Linked DNA regions of Triticum aestivum: all the other regions are linked to region 1. A link is a contact called in public Hi-C data. All regions are on one chromosome and are shown on one strand. The core of a region is the stretch at or near the end of the contact, and the rest is flanking DNA. Distances in the headings are between cores, read along the strand shown.

The links. A called contact is a pair of places that touch in the nucleus more often than the background predicts.
Region 2: a contact with region 1 is called in a Hi-C map of leaf, with 2.5 times the contacts expected there. The contact joins the enhancer-like site here to the promoter of LOC123072467 in region 1. A contact is called at or near these places in 2 of 5 Hi-C or Micro-C datasets (both in leaf).
Region 3: a Hi-C map of leaf shows a contact between it and region 1, with 5 times the contacts expected there. The contact joins the promoter of LOC123066605 here to the promoter of LOC123072467 in region 1. A contact is called at or near these places in 2 of 5 Hi-C or Micro-C datasets (both in leaf) and 1 of 1 datasets of contacts at active chromatin or transcription factors (leaf).

What each region holds. Positions count from the first base shown.
Region 1 is chr3B:791,984,183-791,987,105 of IWGSC CS RefSeq v2.1, forward strand. LOC123072467 (7-dehydrocholesterol reductase) reads left to right here and starts at 1,456. Exons shown (of 13, transcript XM_044496017.1): 1 at 1,456-1,764; 2 at 1,862-2,087; 3 at 2,210-2,265. The coding sequence starts at 1,610.
Region 2 is chr3B:791,807,041-791,809,963 of IWGSC CS RefSeq v2.1, forward strand. No RefSeq gene overlaps it. Among protein-coding and RNA genes, the nearest start is that of LOC123072465, 17 kb to the right of the region's middle. Within about 2 kb of position 1,486, at least 7 of the 8 cell types and tissues checked have an H3K27ac peak or open chromatin away from gene starts, as enhancers often do. A contact at or near this core is called in leaf, where this site is marked.
Region 3 is chr3B:791,853,561-791,856,483 of IWGSC CS RefSeq v2.1, forward strand. LOC123066605 (phytochromobilin:ferredoxin oxidoreductase, chloroplastic) reads left to right here and starts at 1,555. Exons shown (of 8, transcript XM_044489658.1): 1 at 1,555-1,784; 2 at 2,331-2,450; 3 at 2,804-2,898. The coding sequence starts at 1,593.

The sequences.
Region 1 (2,923 bases), core at 206-2,705:
GGGCTAGATGCGAGTAACCAAACACATTCAAAATGAACCATGATCACTACAGTTGGGAAAGCTTGGCCCACCTACCCAAAGTGCAATTTTTTGGCTTGGCTGATTATTCGGAATAGGGTGTGGACTGCCGATAGATTGCAGCGTCGGGGATGGCCGAACCGCAACCTTTTGCCCTCTTTGCAAGCAGGTTCAAGAGATGGCGGCTCACCTCTTCTTTAGTGTGGGTTCGCAGTGAGAGTGTGGACGGAGATCAAGACTTGGCTTGGCCTCGACCACATCGATCTGTCGGATTGGAGACTTGTGCCCTCGGCAAAAGTTTGGTGGGACAAGGTTGCTCACAAAAGGGGCCACTCACGCAAGGTCCGTAGCGCTTTGATGATGCTAGTTGTGTGGGAAATTTAGAACGAACGCAACGTGAGGGTCTTCCGCAACACCTGCCACACCTATTACCGTTGTCATTGCCAAGATTAAAGATGAGACCTCTATTTGGGCTTGTGCGGGCGCGAAGTATTTGTGTAATGTTATGCCGCGAGAGTGATCTGTGTTCTCTCGCTTGGCGGAACTATGTCTAATCTTCTTCTTAACTAATGAAAATGGCAACTCTTTTGCCTTGTTTCAAAAAAAAAAACCTTATTGAGATGTCTTGCATTTCAAGCAGGATTGGCAAAACAATTGACCTGCGAATCAACCTGTGGTTGAGATGGTTAGGTGGACAGTGGTATCCCCAACCCACCAGGCTTCAAATCCTGGTGCTCGCATTATTCCTGAATTTATTTTAGGATTTCCGGCGATGCACTTTCAGTGGGAGGAGACGTGCCCGTCGACGACGAGGCGCCTACGGTGACTTCGTAAATCTCAAGATGATATGCCGGCTCAGTCTCTCGGAGGTGCTCATAAGGGTAGGGTGTGCGTATATGCGTTCATAGAGGTGAGTGTATGCGCGTGTATATGAGCGCTTGTGTCTGTACTGATGCTAAAAAAACAATTGACCTGTTTTCTCCATGGCTCAACCAAGGCCTGGGAATCAATGTCGGCGCGACACATGGCACACAACGGCCCCACCTCCACAGGCCAGCCACCAAGCAAGAGATCTGTCGTTTGTAATAAAAAAATAAAAATAAGCAAAAGATCTGCCACGTATCACGTATATACTACTCCACTTGGCTCCACGAGCACATCAAATTAATTATACGGCACGGCACGCCTCCCTTTTCCGTCCATGGGGATGTTGCTGTACGCTCACGCCAAACTCCTGTGCGCCCTAAAGCATCCACGTCACCCCCACCCCACCTGGCCGCTGTCATGGTCCCCCGTGGTACAGCTGATAACCTCCGCATATGCCTGTAGTACATTACATCCACTCCGGACGGCGATCGGACGGCCCAGGAGCACCGGCGCGACGTGGCCGAGCCGCGCTCACAGTCTCGTCTCCGTCTCCGTCTTCGTCTTTAAAGAAGCGGGCACACACGCAAAGATGCTGTTTTTCCCTCCGGACGACAGCGGCGGCGGCGGCGGCGGTGGCCACAGATCCACCCATCCTTAAAAAACAATCGGCACCCCGGTCAGTCCACTCCCCCGCGCCGAGCGAGCGAGATCGAGAGGAGGCGCCATGGCGAAGCAGAAGCAGCAGCAGCCCAAGCCCGGCCCTGCCGCGGCCGACGCCGCGCCGCCGCCCCGGGAGTTCAAGACGGCGCACTCGCCGTGGTTCACCTACGCCTCCATGGCCACGCTCTTCTCCCTCTGCCCGCCATTCGTCATCCTCCTGTGAGTCCCCCTCCCCCCCTCGCCTCGCAGATCCGGCGCGCGCTCACCGCCTCCGCCCGAATCTAACTCTCTCTCGCTCTGGGGCTCTTGCCCGCAGGTGGTACACGGTGGCGCACGCGGACGGATCGGTGGCGCGCACCTACGAGCACCTCCGCGACCGCGGGATCCTGGAGGGGCTCAAGGCCGTCTGGCCCATGCCCACCCTCGTCGCCGGGAAGATCATCCTCGGCTTCGCTCTCTTCGAGGCCGCCCTCCAGCTGCTCCTTCCCGGGAAGCGCTTCGAGGGGCCCATCTCGCCCGCCGGGAATGTGCCCGTCTACAAGGTCCGACCCTCTCTTTCAGTGGACATTGCGATTCCTACTCTTGCTCTGTAGCTAAATACAGTACTTACTAAACAGAAGCCTGCAGCTTCAGTACCGCTGACCCTTTCTTCTTCTTTTTTCAGGCAAATGGTTTACTAGCATATGCAGTGACTTTGGTCACCTACCTAAGCCTGTGGTGGTAAGAAGTCCACCTTATTTTCTTCTCTTGTGTTGACTCACCTACTGATTACCTTCATATTACATCACTCATCATTTCCGCGGTTTCATCCATGAACAATAGAACAAATCGTCTACTTGTGCCTACTTGCATTGATCATTTGACGGTTCTGGCAGTAAACCAGCTAAGGAAAAACAATTATGGTAGCTACTGGTTTTAGACATAGGCATATAACTGATCCCTACTCTTTTTTTAATTTGTTGCTTTTATTGTGTTGCTTTCTCTGAAGTAAGAGTGATTTCTTAGTAAGAGAAATATGGAACTTAGTCATAATGCAATAGGGCCTGAACGGCACGAAAATTTCAAGGAATTCATCCTCACTTTTCCCAAAATGGTTAACCAAAAATTGTTAGACGATTCCATGTGGCTTACATGCTGTTCATATGCGTTAAATGTACTAAAATGGGAGTTATCACTAACCTCGCATGCTGGACACACCAGCCACCCAGGCTCTCTAAATTTGGGCCTGTATGTTGCACTAGGTCTTCTTTTCGGTTTTCAGAAGTTTATCTCTTATGCAGTAGTCGGAGATTGGTGGACTTGTTGCTTTGATGCAGAAGACTATAATGTTTAATTGTTTCAGAAAAAAAGCCCCCTAGGGTATAGTTGTATGTTTGAG
Region 2 (2,923 bases), core at 236-2,735, 180 kb before region 1:
GGTAGCAGTGTTTGGCCCGAAGTACTTGAGAGTGCCAAATATTACTAACACAACCTGGTTGTTGGCAATCAATGCAAATGAAGGCTTCCCAAAAATGCTTGGTAGCATAAATTGTATTCACTAAAAGTGGAAGGATTGTCCATCTGCTCGGCAGGAGCAATATACATGTTAAAGGTTGCACTGTCATACTTGACGTTGTGGCTTCACAAGATCTATGAATTTGGCACCTTTGTTGGGCATGGCTTGTTCTCATAATGACATCAACGTGCTTCAGTTCTCTCTAGTGTTCGGAAGACTTGCAGAATGCCATTGACCAGAGGTTAAGTTTGAGCCAATGGCCACCACTACAAAAAGGGATACTACGTAGCTGATGGTATCTATCATCAGTGGTCAACTCTTGTGAAGATAATATCCAATCCGATGGAAGAGACGAGGGCTAGGTTTGCTCACGCATAAGAGTATGTTACGAAGGATGTGGAGCATGCTTTCGGTGTGCTTCAATCTTGATGGCCATTGTTCGGTACCCATCGTTTGATGAACATGGAGCACCAAGAAGATGTGGGAGGTATTGACTGCTTGTATGATCATGCACAACACGGTCGTATAGAATGAGCATGAGGACCAAATTTTCGACCAAGAGGGTGAAAATGTTGTGCCTGAGCATGAATCTGCAATGTTTGCATAGTTCACCTAATTTCTTCATGAAATGCGTAATTGGGCAACTCATATTCACTACAAAATGTTTTGGTTGAGTATATGCGGACTCACCTTAGCAACCAATAGATGTACATGTCTTTTTTTCTTTCAGTGTATCTATGACAATTCAAATTTCAATTGGTTTGTAAACTATGAGATTTTTTTGGTTGTATACTATTTATTATTGTGATGTAAAAACTATGTGATTTAACTTTGGCCGTTGAGATTTGCATGCAAAAACTGTGTAAAAATAAAGCAGCGTACCAACCTACGAACGAGATTCTTCGGTGGCCACCATGAAAACACAGAGGGGCCCGACGTGGCCCCTACGGCCAACCCAATCGGACAAAATCTGCGTCAGTTGGCGTCTGGCCGATTGGAGTTGTCCTAAAATCATCTACAATCAAACACCGTGTTCACAACAAGCCCTTGAAAGGGGCCGATTGCTCTGCCCTTGCAGTTGGCGTCTGGCCGATTGGCGTCAAGGGGCCGATTGCTCTGCCCTTGAAAGGCGCTGCTGCTAGCAAGAAAGGGACCGGGCAGTGCGCGCGCGAAGAGACCGGCCGGGACAGACAGCAAGTTCTCACTCGCTCTCTCGCTACCCTGCCAACACAACAAGCAGCATGGTTAACGACGCCATGTGTAATGTAGTAACTGCTCCCTGCACTGATGCTGACATCCATCCCGTGCGCCGGCCCCTTGGATACGGCAGTGCTTCACCGCAGCCAACCACACAGATCCTCCGTGGCCTACGACGCACCGCACTCCGAACAGACACAGCATGCAGCGGCCTGTGCCGCTGGCTCACTGTGTGGCGCGCCTTGCACGGGGGGCCACCCGCGGCCTCGACGTGGAGCGAAGCGACAGCGACGGACCGGGAGGGCCGGAGGAGAGCCACACGGACACACGAAAGTGAAGTGAATCGCGGGCGGGCCCCGCGACACCGAAGATGACAACGCAAGCAGTACGCGCCTTTCCACCGCGCGGTTTCCTCCTCCTTTCCTCCAACGGCCCCTGCTCCTGCTTTGATTGGATTGATGTGTTGCATGTGAGAGAGGGTTACGATGGAGGTTGAGATTATCCAAATCGAGACTAAGATGGATGATGTAATGAGCCTCAAACTACCCCTGGCCTCGCCTTATAAAGGGCGGTGAGGCCTAGAGTTACATGTGTTGATGTCTACCTAGAGCCACAATGGGCCTAGGAGTCCTCAACTTGCTCGTCAAAATGATGATCTAATGAGCTTAATTATAACACTGAATATGCCAACGCAAGGAATTGTTACACACCCGATGCTTCCTAATTCTAATATATATATTTTTTTGAAAAGGAGGAATACCCCCGGCCTCTGCATCTGTATGATGCATACGGCCAATTTATTAATTATTAACACAAGACCTTACAAAGTCGTACAACAGTAAGACCCTAATTCTAATATGCACTAGCCATATGCATGCACTCTCACACAGACTAGGATTGCCACCCAAAATCACAAGACAAGTTGTGGAAACCATGTGGAAGCTTGTGTGTTGCTTGCGAGTTGCGAGGAGTGCATTCGTGAGTTCTCTGATTTATACTCCAAGTTCTGTCCTAAGCTAGGTGATAAATTCTGGTAGGTAGTCATCAATGATTGTATTCACCTTTTCCATTACTGTCTCAAGAGTCCACAAGGGTCTGGAAGATTAGGTTGAGTTTTCTAATTATTATTGTTTTAGTGTAGATTGTTTTGACCAGAAAGAATTTGAATCCCTACAGCCATTTCAACGGAGAAGTGCTAGGATGGCGAAAGTGTAAGACTCAGTGGCCCATCTGGTTATGTTTCCCTTAGATTACATATCAAATTCAAACTAACTTCAAATTATAACTGAAATTTGTAAAGAAGAAGAAGAAGAATTTTTTGTATCTTAGCCATTCAGACTGAACATGAGTCTTTCCACAATTGAAATTTAAAACTCTGGTACTGATCATGTACTACTTAAAAAAAATCATGCAACATCACACAAACCATTAGCTTAGATTATTTCTTGCCTAGCCGGGCAGCATTGTCATTGCCGAGGAGATGAGATGGTGTCTGTTCGGCAAGCACTCCTTGACAGCTTCATCGACGTTATAGTCCTCGGTCGACCTGCGACCTCTTGCATCACGTTTGTCCAGTGCGATAGTACGCTAGCAGTGGCCATGTCGACCATGCCAAAATTGTGGCGCCTCCGAAGAACTTCTTCTCTGT
Region 3 (2,923 bases), core at 305-2,804, 130 kb before region 1:
CGGTGGTGGAACTGCGCTCTCTGTAAGCAGAATACTCCTACGCAAGAAGATTTGGTTGTTGTTAAAAAAAAAAGATTTGGTTCCACCTCATGTGATCAACTTCCTCTATACCAAAATGTAAGACGTCCTTTCGTTTGCATAGGCAATAAAAATAATCTTGCATTTTATACCTGCTTAAATGTGTGTTTATTTACACGCAAACGCTTCAAATCACCTGACTGAAAAAAACCCCGCGTCTGTCTCCTTTGGGCATCACGTGCCCCCGTGGGGAACCACACCGTTTTTCCCCTTCCTTCTTATCTCTTCTCCCCCCCAACCGAGCATGGCTCTCACCGACGTGAAGCTTCCCCTCCCCTCCAGCTATCCCTCTCCTATCCTAGCACACCCTTTGCAGCAAGCCTTCGTCATTCACCACCTCGGTCTTGTAGCGTCGACCGCCATGAACTGTTTGCAGGTGTCTTCCCTGATCAGCTGATCTCTCCTCCTCTGATCCAGATTGGGGACAGGGCACAAGAGTTGGTCTTCGCTACCCCTAAATATACCTTGAGCTGTACAACTTGTCCATCTCTCCCCTCCCCCCTCCTCCTCCTCCTCCTGTTGATGCCGACGCCCTTCATTGATGCCGCGAGCTCCCCACCCACTGTCAATGTTGCGAGCTCCGCAACCTCTTCAATGCTTTTTGCAACAAGGATCCTGCCGCGATGGCAACGGGCATGGCCACGAGGCGGAGATGCTTTTGCAACAAACGTCCTGTCTTACAATTAGGGTGTACAACGGGGGCTGTGTGTTATTTATAACCTGAGCTACTATCAAGTGGCCAAGTGCCCTGACTAATTATTTAGGCGAAAGCGCTTCAAATCACCTGACTAAAAACAAAACTGCGTCCATCTCCTTTGGGCGTCACGTGCCCCCGTGGGGAACCACACCGCTTTTCCCCTTCCTTCTTATCTCTCTCCCCCCAATCGAGCATTGATCTCACCGGCGTGAAGCTTTCCCTCCCCTCTCCCGGCACACCCTTTGCAGCAGACCTTGATCATTCACCACCCCGGTCTTGTAGCGTCGACCGCCATGAACTGTTGTTGGTGTCTTCCCTAATCTCTCCTCCTCTAATCCAGACCGAGACAGGGCACAAGAGTTGGTCTTCGCTACCCCCAAATACACCCGGAGCTCTTCAAGCTTGTCTCCCTCTCCCCTCCTCCTCCTCCTCCTCCTCCTCCTCCCCCTCCCCCCCTGCTCCTCCTGACGCCATTAATTTATGTCGCAAGCTTCCCACCCACCATCAATGTTGCGAGCTCCGCAAATCTCTTCAATGCATTTTGCAACAAGGATCCTGTTGCAACGGCAACGGCCATGGCCGAGATGCTTTTGCAACAAGGTTCATGTTACAATTAGGGTCTACAGCGGGGGCTATGTGTTATTTATAACCTGAGCTACTATCAAGTGGCCAAGTTCTGCAAGTTGATTTTCTTCTTTGGGAAAAAAGAAACTGCATTATTACATCAAGATGCGTGCAGCATGGGTTGGTTGGTTGGATGGATGGATGGATGGAACGGGACGCCGTCCCACGTGTCCTTGCCTCTCCCCTCTCATCCATGCCTCGCACACCACAGCGGAGTGGTGGAGTGTACCATCTGGGCTGGGGAGGGGAAGGAGCAGAGGGGATGAGCGGCGGCGGCGGCGGCGGCGGCGGAGTGCTGGGCGCCGGCTCGTCGTACCAGAGCTTCGTCCGCACCGCGCTGGAACAGACCCGCCTCCGCACCGCCCTCACGCCCCACCCCTCGCAGGTAGGTTCCTGCTGCTACTGCCTCCCTTGCTCGCCTTGCTGAGCTCCATGTTCCTCTTTCCTTACAACCTTGCAGAGTCCTACTAGTTCGGTACACGCTGCGCCGGCGAGCATGCTCTGTCTGCTCGAGGTGGCTAGCAAAGCTGTAACTGCATACTGGCGTCCATGCTAGGCCAGCCCGTTAGGCAGGTGTCCACGAATGCAGATGCGCCTGCTAATTGTAAATTCAGTCCAAAACAGAGAAGCAAAACCACTGCTGTTGTGATGTCGCGCTAGTGCCGGCTGAATTTCGGTGCCTGGTCTTTGTCTGACGCACTAGGGTGGAGTCTGAACGGATCTCCTGTAAACAATGACCCCAAGCACGAGCCTTATTTCTTCAGACATACTATAATTGTTGACTAGTTAAGGCCTTGACGGTCAGTCTAGAGTCTGGTATAGGCAAATGTCCATCTAGAACATCTTAAAGTGTAGGTCTCCTGTGATATCAGCTGACGCCAGCCATATTTTTCATTACAGAAGATGATTTTGTAATGTGTCATGCTTCCAGGAAAAGTTCAGGCTCATACGAGCCAACGACGATGCTGCTGTTTTGGACGCTCTCTCATTCAGCGCCCCCAAGATCAGACTGCTTCGCAGCTTGACGGTTGAGAAGAAAAACTCGGTTCAGGTACTTCACCTCCAAGCCCAAAGTTTCCTTGACCAAAACCCTCCAACAACTATCCCAAAAGGCTATGAATTGAAAGATGGGTTTACATCTGAAGTTGATTATATCTGAAGTTCCATAATATTACAGGTTTGATTTGTTCTATGAATATCTTACAGTCGAATCAGTGCTGATATTTTTCTTTTGAGATCTCTTATCTCTGTCTAAAACATCACTCAGTTTATGACTCAAGGGACAAGGGAGTGTCATTGAGGATTTCATTTATCGAGGCATATGATCCACAAAGCTATACTTATAATGTTACCCCGCAAAAAAGAAGAAGAAGATATACTTACAATGCATATATGCCCGTGCAGGTTCTTGACTTTGCTGCTTTCTCTGAACCTGAATATGATCTTCCTATATTTTGCGCCAACGCTTTTACGACTCCTGCACAGAGTATCGTTGTCTTGTAAGTGTGATGATATGTAATGCCA